2 separate regions of the Bombyx mori genome follow, and region 2 is linked to region 1. A link is a contact called in public Hi-C data. All regions are on one chromosome and are shown on one strand. The core of a region is the stretch at or near the end of the contact, and the rest is flanking DNA. Distances in the headings are between cores, read along the strand shown.

What was found. Hi-C and Micro-C count contacts between places; a contact is called where the count stands out from the background.
Region 2: a contact with region 1 is called in a Hi-C map of middle silk gland, with 2.5 times the contacts expected there. The contact joins the enhancer-like site here to the promoter of LOC134199536 in region 1. A contact is called at or near these places in 2 of 7 Hi-C or Micro-C datasets (middle silk gland and posterior silk gland).

The regions. Positions count from the first base shown.
Region 1 is chr10:10,349,626-10,356,637 of ASM3026992v2, forward strand. LOC134199536 reads right to left here and starts at 1,539. Exons shown (of 2, transcript XM_062670664.1): 1 at 1,410-1,539; 2 at 1-1,126. The coding sequence starts at 1,412.
Region 2 is chr10:10,497,109-10,503,521 of ASM3026992v2, forward strand. The region is part of intron 2 of LOC134199538 (a long non-coding RNA gene); the gene reads left to right. LOC101740993 (serine/threonine-protein kinase fused) reads right to left here. Exons shown (of 11, transcript XM_004923160.5): 11 at 6,140-6,413. Among protein-coding and RNA genes, the nearest start is that of LOC101740993, 11 kb to the right of the region's middle. Within about 2 kb of position 1,688, at least 4 of the 8 cell types and tissues checked have open chromatin away from gene starts, as enhancers often do.

The DNA.
Region 1 (7,012 bases), core at 289-2,788:
CATTTATGTTACGTTGAAGAGAAACGGTCGAATGTTGTACTGGTTTTCCATTAAAATTATTCATACTATCTTTTAACAACGATGACCTTTTTTCTCCAACAATGAATACTCTGTCTAAATTATCAAAACCTCTTCCCATTATCCCATCTTTAGTGTGTCCAAGATCAAAAGTATGTCCAAGTTCGTGAAATACAGACCCCAAAGTTGTTGCAAAGCAGCCTCCGAGTGTTCCACGATAACCACTATCGTCCATGAACCTCTTTGGATTTACGGGTGTTGAATTCATAAATTTTGGGATTATTTCATCAATAGTTGTAGGCCAAGTGTATAAGCATGCTGTTCCAAATAAAGCCAATCCTCCACCACCCAAAGCCGCGTAAGCTTCAGTCATAGAAACTGTCTCTTCATGTGTCATAGGCTTGTCGAGATCAGTTCCTTTATACCTTGTGCAAGATATAAAACCTATAAATTTCCTCTCATTGCTTCCTAAATCAGAAAGCATGAGCTCTCTACCAAAGTGAGACCATAATTCAGCTTGTTTCATTTTTCTAGCTTTGTTCACATTTAGCGTACTCTTGAATATTATGCATTCTGGTTTCTTTGGGTTGACTTCGTGTTCGAGTTGAAATGTTTTTCGGCCATTGCCACTTTCAAACAATTTTTCAGCTGTTAAACTTTGTATTAGTTTACAGCCAAGAGATATACGTAAACATGCACTCTCTATAGAGTTGTCAATATCGGATGGACTTTGAAAACAACCGTCATGGCCTTGGCAAATAATGTAGACAGGTGTTACCCTTAGATTCGTTTTTCTCGGTGTGTAATCTAAAATAAATTTCCGGCGTTGTTGTTCTGTGTACTCAAGTTCAATCACATTTTCTCCATGTTTTAATTCAATTATTGCCTTAAACTCTCCATTATGGACATCCCATTGCGTTTTACTTTGTGTCCCGTTGTTTGTGATTGAACAGATTAACTTTTCTTGGGTATTACAGTTTAAACGTGTTATTATTCCTTTAAGAAGAACAACAGAATAGTTAACGCTGTCTCCATTTTGAAAGTTTGTTACGAAAATCGATGAGTTCTGTTCGTTTTCAGAATCATAACTCGTGCGGTTATCCATTACCTGAAAGATTTAAATTATCAACTGCTTGTTAGGTTTTAGGTAGTTGACCTTCGTTGAAGATACGCATTATTCTTGTTTTCTATCATAACTTACAATTTACGACATAATTAGGTTAGCGCATTTTGGTTTGTCGGCTGTTCTGAGGCGTCAAGGTCAGTCCTGATTTCACGTTTCAATTGAAGTTTTATGTATATTATTATGAAGCAGTTCATTTTAACACAGTTTGCAGTCAAACGTAAAGGTCGTCATAATTGAATAGTTTCGCACTTTATTAATGACTCACCATAATGCTGTTCGTGTGTAGCGCACAGAGCCGGCGCGGCGGGAGGACTGTGGGTGCGGGCGGTGCGACGTCAGCTATGCGACCATTCGCGAGCACCGTGCAGCGTCGTTCCTCTTCACTTCCCACTGAACTTGGTCGAACATTAGATCGCTCGGTTTGCGCATGCTCCCCGATGCAGACCGACGTGGTAACGATTGCGTCCGCTAGACAGGTGCGCGTCTGGCTGTCTCCACAGCCAAGAGGGAAAATTTGAACAATGCACCAATAAATCGAACGTGGCTGCGTCGTCGTCAACTGTAAGCCCTTGTTTGTTTCTTTGTTACCAATGAAAACAGATTTAAGGCTTCTTATGTTCGTTTTAGAATCTAAGAGTCTGTCGCTTATAACGTTAACGTTGATCTGAATGATAGTTTGTATAATTATTTAATAACTGTTTAATAAGGTGGGTACTCACTATTTAATAAAATTCCGCAATGATATTTTTATGTTTTATATCTCTAGGAGCGCAAATTAGCTCGAGCTCGCCTGGGGTTAAAAGTTTGCGAGTGCACATATATGTACCTACATCATGACATGAATACCGTGTATGCAGTAGGAAAGGGGTTCAGAATTCAGCGATGCGAGGCAAGCAGGCTTTAGGGATATTTTGGGGGCTAGGTGAAGATGAAAAACATAGTGAATGAGTCAGAGAATAAAATACTTGTGAATTAGCTGATGTTGTCCAAGTCCTTATCTTCTTTTCAGCGGTGAACTGAAGGCGAGCACTCACAATATTAATATAAGTAACGTAAAGTAAAAGTAAAACAAGTGGATTTAATTTAGATTAATTTTATGTGTTCCGCGTAAAAAAGATGCGTTAGTTCCACATTCGAAATTACCTACGTTCTTTGGTAATCTATTTTTGAAAATCCTATGCCTTCAAGGAAGATTCGTTAGATTCCAAAGAGACGACACAAGAGTAAGCTCTAAATTCAAAACTGTTCAAAATTAAGAATCTCATCGAGTATTGTTATAACAAGGCTTCTTCCCTTCAGGCTGAACACACGAATGCATCGCGGTATAAATAGATAGGAGGATGGTACCATCTGTGCAGGCTTATAATCAATCTTACTTGTACTAGCAGAGACCGTGGTCGTTCCGGTAGGGTCTCGTGAATAGCATTGTAGGATCTTTTGACCTCAAAAGTGAAGTCGATGGGAATAATTTGAGAATATAATTACTTGTCCCATTAAAACTAAAATGCAATGGTAGCGGAGTCTAGGCAAAAATAAATATGAACTACCTCAATGAAAAGTCAGCCCCTTTTAGCAAGTCGTAGCTAGGAACATTTTTGTAATCGCTCTTGTAGGCGAGCATACGGATACGCCATTCTAAAGAAGGGTAGTATGTGACAAAAAGATTTTCTGAAAATTCACAGGTCGAAGCGTTCCAAATAGTAAGGAATTTAACACCGGACGGTACGATATGGAAATCAAGATTAATGTATCATCTCCAACAATTTCTCATTAAACACATTAGGTCTACAAACGTTGTTTATACTGATTTGCCAATCTAAGACCTATTCTTCAGAAAAGCATATCCATGGCATGTAACTAATGTATTTTTTCCCCTACCTATGCTGATAGCCTTGGGAGGCTATTTCAGCTACTCCTTGACGTGTATGTAAGCTCGCTGGGCTTAAACCGCAGTGTTGCTAACACTGGCCCTAACAAGAGCAGTGCTTCGCAGAATCTACCACCGGATCGGAAACGCGACCCACTGAGAGGATCCACCGAGAAACTCAGTGGGCTGTGTCTATGGGTTAATTTACTCGTCGAGCCCTTCGTCGCAAGCGACGGGTTCGGCGAGGGCGGTATCCGGAGCTTGAGGTACCTAAAAGCACCGTTAATGCATCGGGAGGAATCAATGTAGGTATATTTGTATTGTAAGAAGGATAGCAATAAAGCGAAGAAGAAACATTGGTGCATCAGTGATCTAGATACGAATGCACTGGACGTCTTATCCTTTAGGTCACGACGACTTCAAAATGATCTCTAAAAAAATCCGTTGATGTATTTTCTATATGTTCAGTTTGTCGCATGTATTATAGCTTGTATTTTGTACTAGCTACATATATTATATACATATAAAACCTATAATAAACTAAATTAAACGAGGAGAATAATGTATTTTTTTTTCCTACCACGTTCGCCTTTTGGGAACGATCCCTTTATATGTACTTAGTATAAACATGTGCATAAACCAAACCCTAATGTAGCTATAGGCAAAAATAAATTGTTACAATAAAATATGAACAACATCATTTTTATTTCAAGTTGGATTTTTTATGTCTGATATGAATATTCTATTCTATTCCTATACCTAGGTATTTATAAGAGGAACAGATCTGTCCGTCCACGCGATATATTGTATACCATACTAAAAAGGCGATCAAAGCAGTGAAGAAAATGATCTTTTTTTTTTTTTTTTTTTTTTTTTATTGCCTTTGTTGGCAGACGGGCATACGGCCCACCTGATGGTGAGTGGTTACCGTCGCCCATGGACTTCAGCAATGCCAGGGGCAGAGCCAAGCCGCTGCCTACCGCTTAATACTCTCCATAAGCCTCGTTTGAAGAAGGACATGTCATAGCGCTCGGGAAACACCGTGGAGGGGAGCTCATTCCATAGCCGGATGGTACGTGGCAAAAAAGATCTCTGGAAGCGCACTGTGGATGACCGCAGTGGCTCCAGGTAGTATGGATGAACTCTACTCCGGTGGCGGGCGGTGCGATGGTAAAAACGAGATGCTGGTATCATCTCGAACAATTCCTCAGAGCACTCCCCATGGAACATACGGTACAAAATACAGAGGGAACCGAAGTCCCTCCGCAGACCCAGAGGCTCCAAACGATCCGAGAGAATGGGATTATCGACAATCCGAACGGCCCTCCTCTGTATGGAGTCAAATGGAAGAAGCTGGTATTTGGGAGCCCCGGCCCAGAGATGGGAGCAGTACTCCACGCGAGGCCGGACTTGTGCTTTATAAAGCAAAAGTCTTTGTCCAGGCGTGAAGTACCGCTTCGCTCTGTTGAGGACTCCCAGCATTTTGGACGCCAACTTGGCTTTGCCTTCCAAATGACTCCGAAACTGGACATCGCTCGAAATGTCGACCCCAAGTATCCCGATACTCTCGGAAGGTTGCAGGGATACTCCTTGGAATTGCGGCGCCATGACAAAGGGGTCCTTCTTCGCAGTGAACGCGCAAACCTGTGTCTTCAACGGGTTGAATTGAACTAAGTTCGATTCACCCCATTTGGAGACTCGCCCCATAGAGTTCTCCACTTCAGACACAAGTTTTGATCGTCTTGAACAACTTATGTTCGAAAAAAATTTTTAATGTTTTTAGCTAACGCTTGGGAGGTGCAGCGCCGTGTCCTGGTCGCAAAGATAGGACCGGACTTGTCGCTGCCTGGCGTCGTGGCGTCGATGCTTGGTGGTGACGAGTCCTGGAAGGCTATGCTCAACTTCTGCGAGTGCACCATCTCGCAGAAGGAGGCGGCGGGGCGAGTGAGGCAAAGCTCTCCTCACTATGCAGAAATCCGCCGCCGCCGAGCAGGGGTTCGGGACCGGGGTCTCGTCCGTAACCCGGCCCCCTAAGAGCTTCGGGCTCCACCCGTTTTGTGCGGGAAGGAGCCTAGGCGTGGGGCGGCGTGGTAAGCCGCGTTCCCCCGACCGCTCCGGGGGAAGGTGTAGCGCGGCGCCATCAATGCGGGCTCTTGGCCCGTCGACCGAGAGAACCGGCGATTTTCTCCGGTGTAAAAAAAAAAAAACCCAGAACAATGTTGCGTATTTTAAGCTCGCAGCTTATAAGGAAGTTATTGTTCGTTACTAAACCGATAATAAAAAATGGATAGGGTCGTAAATTCAAATCAATATATCGTTTCAAATTCCTCAATCAAAATTTTTTAACTACAAAGCGATATTTTTTAACTACATATCACTATTTTAATTAGGCGTTATTACCGGTTGTAGCGTATTTAGTGTGAGCTTACTAGGACCATAATTACAGTCCTACATTAAGCTGTTATGTGTTTCCTTTTTTGGTTAGAATAGCCGATAACTTTCTTGTCGTCGGAAGCATCAACTTAATATCTATAAGTTAAACTTGATGCCTTTGGACTTTGGTAATCCCGTTAGCACTAAATAAGTTGAGAGTTTGTCCTTTGAAGCCTATGAAATAAACTAATTAACGAACAGACTCACTATCGCATTAGTATTATAAAGTTCATAAAGGTTCGGAGATATAAATTTGCATTTCTAATGTTATTTTGAAAGGTTGACTATTGATTAGTTATTAATGATTAATTTATACATTCACTATGTTTCACTAGCAAATGCATATATATAATTTAATACGTAAAATGATTTTTCCGAGATAATAGCATTTGTTGTAAATCTTCATCCAAACGCACTAATTGTTTTGCTAGATCAATTCACTTTTGCATTATATTTGATGTAATTAAATTATTCAATGATTATTGTAATAATGTAATCCTTGAATCTATTATTTAATAGACAACCGTGCCTTGACATCGCAGTGTTATTGTCCTCTCTATAGTTCGTAATGAACGTAGTTAGTATTCAGATAGGTGAGCTAATATTGCACTAGTATCGTTCGATAGCACTCCTTGCGATTGCCAAGTATCATCAACGTGGAGTCGCTGACCAATAGAAGGTCAGATGACGCGTTGATGACGATGGGCTGCAGGAAGCCAGCAGGGTTGTCAGGAGCCGGTCGTTGTCCCAGTGAACGCAGCACTTTCGCTTTTATCGGCGAACGAACCCGGTCCATTACTACCTCACTCACGCGGTTACACCATCACTCCAATTGGTTTTGGCTGCGTTCATCGTATCGGTATGCATACTAATGACTTTTGTTTAGGGATGTGACGCTTAGATTTCTCCATACATACCTACGTTACTTTAAAAGTAATTTAGTGCTTTTTTTTGCTCCACAACAATCGGACCTTGGTGTTAAAGTTCGTTTGAAAAGTTTATTAATTTTCAATTTTTTTCTTGTCAACACGTAGCCTGTCCATTGATTCCGAAAAGCTAGCTCGACAACAGGGTGACTTAACATTCAGTCTGTAACTGAATGTTCATCACATCAAGTATTCATATGTTGCAGTTCGATGTCAAAACGGACAATCTTAGAATAATTATGCCAATGTTATATTTTATTATTATGCGGACAATGGCGTTGCTGATTTTAGCTACTGATCAATCCTTGTCAATTATAAAATTTATTTCATTATTCTTAGAATTGCTCAGACACAATAAAGATTCACGGGTTGATAAATTAAGAAAACATTGTGTTCATAGTTATGTTAAAATCTAAGAGTTTAAGGTTAATAAATAATTTAATAGTTCGAAAGTATAAAGTAATTGTATGTAGGCTGTCTTTGTTTGTTAATGGATATTTCTTAAACGGTTAGTGTTCCTGCCTTATTGCCTCTAAAAACACCGCTAAAGATTCCTGGGACCTTAAAAACATTACCAGTAAAACTCTTAGCATCCTTTCTTCTCATTGAATTTTAAGTATGAAACGTTTGAAAGCTTGCAAC
Region 2 (6,413 bases), core at 438-2,937, 150 kb after region 1:
GATCAATATTTGTTACGAAATCTTTAAAGCTGCTTAAAATTTTCATTGCATTTTCCTAATATTTCTTAAGTCTGCATGATAAAGGTGTATTCATTTAAAAATTAGTCTGTCCTATTCATTTACATAAACAGGCAAAGGCAAAACAGTTCATCACATTTTTCTTCTCGTATTTATCAACAGATTTTCTTATTAAGTAACTATTGACAAACTTTAATGTTATTACAAAACAAATACAAAAAAAGTTCATAACAAAAATAAAATGTAATGCATACAATAAATCAAAATCTTGAGGCGTCAGTGATTGTTATTTAATTGTGATAACTGAGCAAACATTGGTAATTATATGGTATACTTATGTATATATTTATTCAAAATTTCCAGAAGGTTTTTCATCTTAATTAAACTACTTTTTTAATTTTTATTTATTGCATAGATGGGTGGACGAGCTCACAGCGCACCTGGTGTTAAGTGGTTACCGGAGCCCATAGACATCTACAACGTAAATACCGCCACCCACCTTGAGATATGAGTTCTAAGGTCCCAGTATAGTTACAACGGCTGCCCCACCCTTCAAACCGAAACGCATTACTGCTTCACGATAGAAATAGGCAGGGTGGTGGTACCCATGCAGACTCATAAGAGGTCCTACCACCAGTAATTACGCAAATTATAATTTTGGGGGTTTGATTTTTATTACACGATGTTATTCCTTCACCGTGGAACTCAATCGTGAACATTTGTTAAGTACGTATTTCATTAGAAAAATTGGTACCCGCCTTTTTTTTCTTTTTTTAACGCTAGGGAATCCATTATCCGGTCGAGGTGGGTAACAGACCGGGTTATGTCGGACTCCAGCGCCTCCAGAGAAGAAGAGGGAGAAGAGGAAAACCGGTGTCCTCCTCTTCTTCCAATTCCTGTCGGGAGACTACGCCTTGAAAAAGGCGCGCGAGGCACTGCACGGCGTCAGCCACGCAAGAGCTACCCTGCAAAACCAACTACCGACTAAACCCCATCGAGCCCCACCACTCCGACTCCACGAAACCCACGGTACCGCGCAGTGTGCGCCGAAGGCTCGCCTTCTCCGGTACCTACCCGTCCTGTTAATAGAACGGGATTCCATCCCCGGGAAGATCCCGCAGGACTTCGTCTTGGGAGACACACCGTGAGCGGTGCACAGGAGCCACCTTGCGCCGCCTCACCACTGGACCGACAGCCGAGTACCGGGTGCCCCCGCACCCGGCACCCGACAGCCCCTACGGGAGATGAACGGGAGCTTCGCGCCCGTACCGCCCACTCCGCCTTCTTCGCTGAGGAGCCGAAGAGGAATCCCATTCCGTTTCGCGCTCCTCAGCCTCATGGAATGCCATGACCAGGTCGCAAAACCTGGTCATGACCTCCCACGAATTCTGGTCCTCTAGTATGCGGGCGATGACAGCCCGCAAGGAGAGGTCTCTCCCGAGCACCGCGATGAGGTCCCGCCGCGAGTGCTCCCAACGTGGGCACGCTTCGAGTGCGTGCTGAGCGTCATCGTCCGGATGCCCACACTGGTGGCAACCTGGATGTGGCTCTCTCCTGCAGACCTTCCACGGGTACCTCCCGAAGCAGCCATGCCCCGAGAGGACCCGCGTCAGGAAGGAGAGCACGCCGTGTCGCCGACCTGACCATCCCTCCAGCACAGGCACCAGGGCCCCGAGGGTGCGCTGACGAGTGACTAAAGTTTGGCCAAGCTCCTCCAGCAACCGCTCCCTCCACTTGGCGTAGGCCAGATGACGTGCAGCACGCCTCCACCGACCGACAGCCGACAGGCCGGGCGTCCGTCCCCGACTCAGGGACTGTGTCCTGTGCCGGTATACCGTAGCCACTACCTTGGCCTCGAGATCCCAAGGAAGGGAACCGGCGAGGGCGCAGGCGACCTCCCGGGAGACCGTACGATCCCCCTGATGACCCTCATCGCGAGCGCCCGCTGAGCTTGTAGCAGCAAAGCCGCATTACGCGCGGAGAGTGCGGGCGACCACATGAGAGCGCCGTACAAGGCCATACTGCGCACGACCCCCCGGTACAGACGCCGGACACCGGCGCGGCAACCACCGACATTGGGGAGAAGACGGGCTAGTGCACCCGCCATTCCCAGTAGCTTCGGGACCAACTCACCGAGGTGGTTGTCGAAGCGCCATCGGCTGTCCAGCACAAGGCCCAAATATTTGAGCTTCAGCTGGACAGCGATCGATACTCCGCCGACTATGAGAGTTGCTCCCGGAGGGGGTCGCCTCCGGACTGGGTGAAAGTACACGGCCTCGAGCTTGCGGAGGGCCACCTCAAGACCCAATCTTCGAATGCAACTAACGACCGTGGAGACCGCCGCCGTCGTAAGGATCGCTGCAGCTCTGTAGTCATTTCCGCGGGCCGTCACCAGCGTGTCGTCGGCATAGCACACTACGTCGACGCCACGCAGGCTAGCACTGCGCAGGACCCAGTCGAAACCGATGTCCCACAGGAGTGGTCCCAGTACCGACCCCTGTGAGACCCCGCAAGACACCGCTTTCCGTCGGGGAAGACCACATTCCGCCCTGAGAGGTAGTCCTCTATCAGGGTGCGGAGACTAGTGGGGACGCGGTGAAACCGAAGCGATTCAACAATCGTGTTGAAGGCGTTGGCGATATCAATCGACACAGCCAACAACACGCCCCCCTCGGAGCAGGCACGATCGGAGAAGTGGCGGACGCGATCGCAAGATACGAATGCACCGGACGTCTTATCCTTTAGGCCACGACGACTTCAACTTTTTCGGCATAATCCCGTTTTTATTGTCATTGGAAATCATATTTTTAGATATCGTGTTCACAGGCGGCTCCGTAAAAATTAAATTGAGGAAAATACTATGTATAATATTTGCTCTTGATAAAAGTTTATCTGATCGGCAGCATTTGTTTTCACAGAAAAACAAGTGAAATCCATGTTAAATGTTGAACAATTCATTTTACTGTTGATATTTATGATTAGTTTTATTGGTTTGTTGTTATGAATGCGTATTAACAAATTCAAACGCATGTTCGGTGAATGCACGCTGTGACCGACTCGAGGCTGGCCGATAACCCGCCTTATGTAATTTACTTTAAAGACCGATCATGATCTAAACCAGGGATTCTCAAACTTATTTTGTCTTCTGCCCACGTTGAGATAAGTTATTTTTTAGCGCCCCCTTTTTTTCACCTACTTAATAACCACTATAGCGAGAGCTCACTCGGTGTCTAAGAGTCCTAGTTGAAATTACAAATCGCCTCCCAAGCCTCTACCCAACGCTCTCATTTTTTTTTGGGTTTCATACCGCCCCCCTTTAGGCCCGCAGCGCCCACAAGGGGGCGTTATCGCCCACTTTGAGAAAGGCTGATCTAAACAAATAAACATAAGTTCATCTTCATGCGGTGCATCACAGTCGAAACAGATAGATACCATTGACGTTTCCAATTCTTATCAGGAAATATCCCTTGTTATTTCGATGAGTTGATTTACGTTCATACAACTCGAGTGCTATGCCGCCGGCGCCAGACATTTTCGTGTACGTACAAAGTAATAGAGAGCCAGTGGGCACGGATGTGAAAATTTAGTACATTTAGACAAAAATGCTCCGAGTTCCTTTTTATACGCATTTCAAAATTATCAAAGTTTACCTCTTACCGTTTTAGAAAATTGTTACTTGGGACCACACTGAGGCATCTATAAAACAGCATGTACAAAAGCCGTCGTGGCTTAAAGGATAAGACGTTCGGTGCATTCGTATCTTGCGATGCACCGGTGTTCGAATCCCGCTGGCGGGTACTAATTTTTTCTAACTCAAAATACGTACTTAACAAACGATTGACTTCCACGGTGAAAGAATAACATCGTGTAATAAAAATCAAACCCGCAAAATTATAATTTGCGTAATAACTGGTGGTAGGACCTCTTGTGATTCCGCACGGGTAGGTACCACCACCCTGCCTATTTCTGCCGTAAAGCAGTAATGCGCTTCGGTTGAAGGGTGGGACAGCCGTTGTAACTATACTGAGACCTTAGAACTCATATCTCAAGGTGGGCGGCGGCATTTACGTTGTACATGTCTATGGGCTCCGATAACCACTTAACATCAGGTGGGCCGTCAGCTCGTCCACCCATCTAAGCAATAAAAAAAAGCAAACTCAATAAATACATCCAGCAGTAATTTCGTTTTATAAACATAATAAAACTAAATAAAAACATATTCCTTCTTTTTAAATTGATTAAAAAGGGATTACTATCATTGACAGTTAACTTGGTATCAATAAATGTATTCCATATAGCCATAATAAGCTATATTAAGATTTTATAAAATACTAGACGCGTCCCGTGGTTTCTCCCGCGTCGAATTTGTAATTCAGAAAAAATGAAGAACGATGCACTTACTCGAGATAAAGAGTTGCTTTTTCCCCATTATTCAAACTATTACTCTGAATACATGTTTCCAAATTTCATTAAAAATGTTTCACTGCTGCTTGACCACGAAAACGTCGTAGATAAAGTTACATTCGAACAAAATAATATTATTTGATACGAAATATCTAAAAACGGTAAGTCAAAACTTAGTAGTACCAGTTAGTACCTCTGTCATTCTGTACGATTAGTGCGATTTTATAACGTTCTCGATAGCGTAAAAGTTAGCTCATATTTGTATGGAATGGGATCGTTTGCCTTCCTTTGCCGTTAGGGGCGCTGTTCCAACTGCATACAAAATTGGGTTAACTTTTACGCTATCGAGAACGTTAAGAAACACGCACTAAGCACACTGATGTCCATCGTCAATGGTGATCAAACACCAGTACATTCTACCTATTTATTAAGGCAATAAAAAGCTGTTGTAAGATTAGATTCTAAAAATCTTTAAATGTATCTCACTTTTGTAGCAACATCGAATTTTGATTAAATCAAGGCGATATTCTACTCCAAATTAAAACATATCTCTCTGTGAAAAGTACATAAAAATCCGTTTAATAGTTCTAGAGAAGGGCACGTACAAAAACCAACAAACAAACAGAAAATTATTACAAAAATCGCTGGTATATATGTGATATTACTCTTCATTAGTTACCCTCCTTCTGTTTTCATTATTTTCTTCAGTGTACAAACACACCTAGTTCCAGTTTCATTATATCTATTGATTACTAGTTGACCCGGCAGACTTCGTAGTGCCTTAATCGATAAATAAAAGACCTAAACTATTGTATAAAATTGACTTAAAACAAACAAAATCCGTCCGACGGGTGACACATCAAAGGAAAAACAAAATTGTTATTTTTATTTAATTCCCAGCATTTTCATATTTATCTACCTTTTAAACCTTCTCTGGACTTCCACAAATAATTCAAGACCAAAATTAGCCAAATCAGTCCAGCCGTTGTCGAGTTTTAGCGAGATTAACGAACAGCAATTAATTTTTATATAATAATATATAGAAGATAATTTATCTCCGAGTAACATTGCTGCAACATAAAGACAGGCGCTGAATTATTTAGGGTTCTCGTTGTTGCTATAGAAATCATTTGGAAGTATACAACTATCTCAACTTGCAAAATCTAATTCCAGAATCGCTAATTTCAAAATCCCATTAAGAGCGTATCGTTTTTTAAGCAATAGGTAGAAAGCAAGTCAGTGATTTTTTTACTGGTGGTAGTACCTCTTGGGAGTCCTGGGAACGCCCTGCCTATTTCTGCCGTGAAGCAGTAATGCGTTTCGGTTTGAAGGGTGGAGCGGCCGTTGTAACTATACTGAGACCTTAGAACTTATATCTCAAGGTGGGTGGCGCATTTTCGTTGTAGTTGTATATGGGCTCCAGTAACCACTTAACACCAGGTGGGCTCTGAGCTCGTCCACCCAACTAAGCAATCAAAAAAAATTTTTTTCTGATGCACATTGTCCTGTGCTGTACATTGTAAACTTGTATGGTTAGGAGAGAATATTCGTACCATTTCTGCTATGAACCATTCATTACGTTGCTGTTTGAACGTGCAGGACAGTCCTTATTATAATATAGTACAATGAATATATCGACTTCATATCTGAAGATGTGCCGTGAGATCAGCTGTCTTTCTACAAAAAAATAATAATTTGGGTTGAAAAAAAAAACAAGTTTTAAATTTAATATTCGATGTATTATAGTTGATATCTTTACTTATATTTTCTGATTACAATTAGATGCGATTTCATTTTAGTAATAAATATACAGGGTGTAAAAAATCTGTTCATTTATAAATTTTATTTTCGTTTATCATTTTAATCTTATTTTAGTAGAATTGATTACAACGGATTACAGCGGAATATTTCTTTGGAATCGTGGCCTGAATGCGACGACTATGTCAGATTTCAAATCATCAAGACAATTTATGATAAAATCGATGTGTATG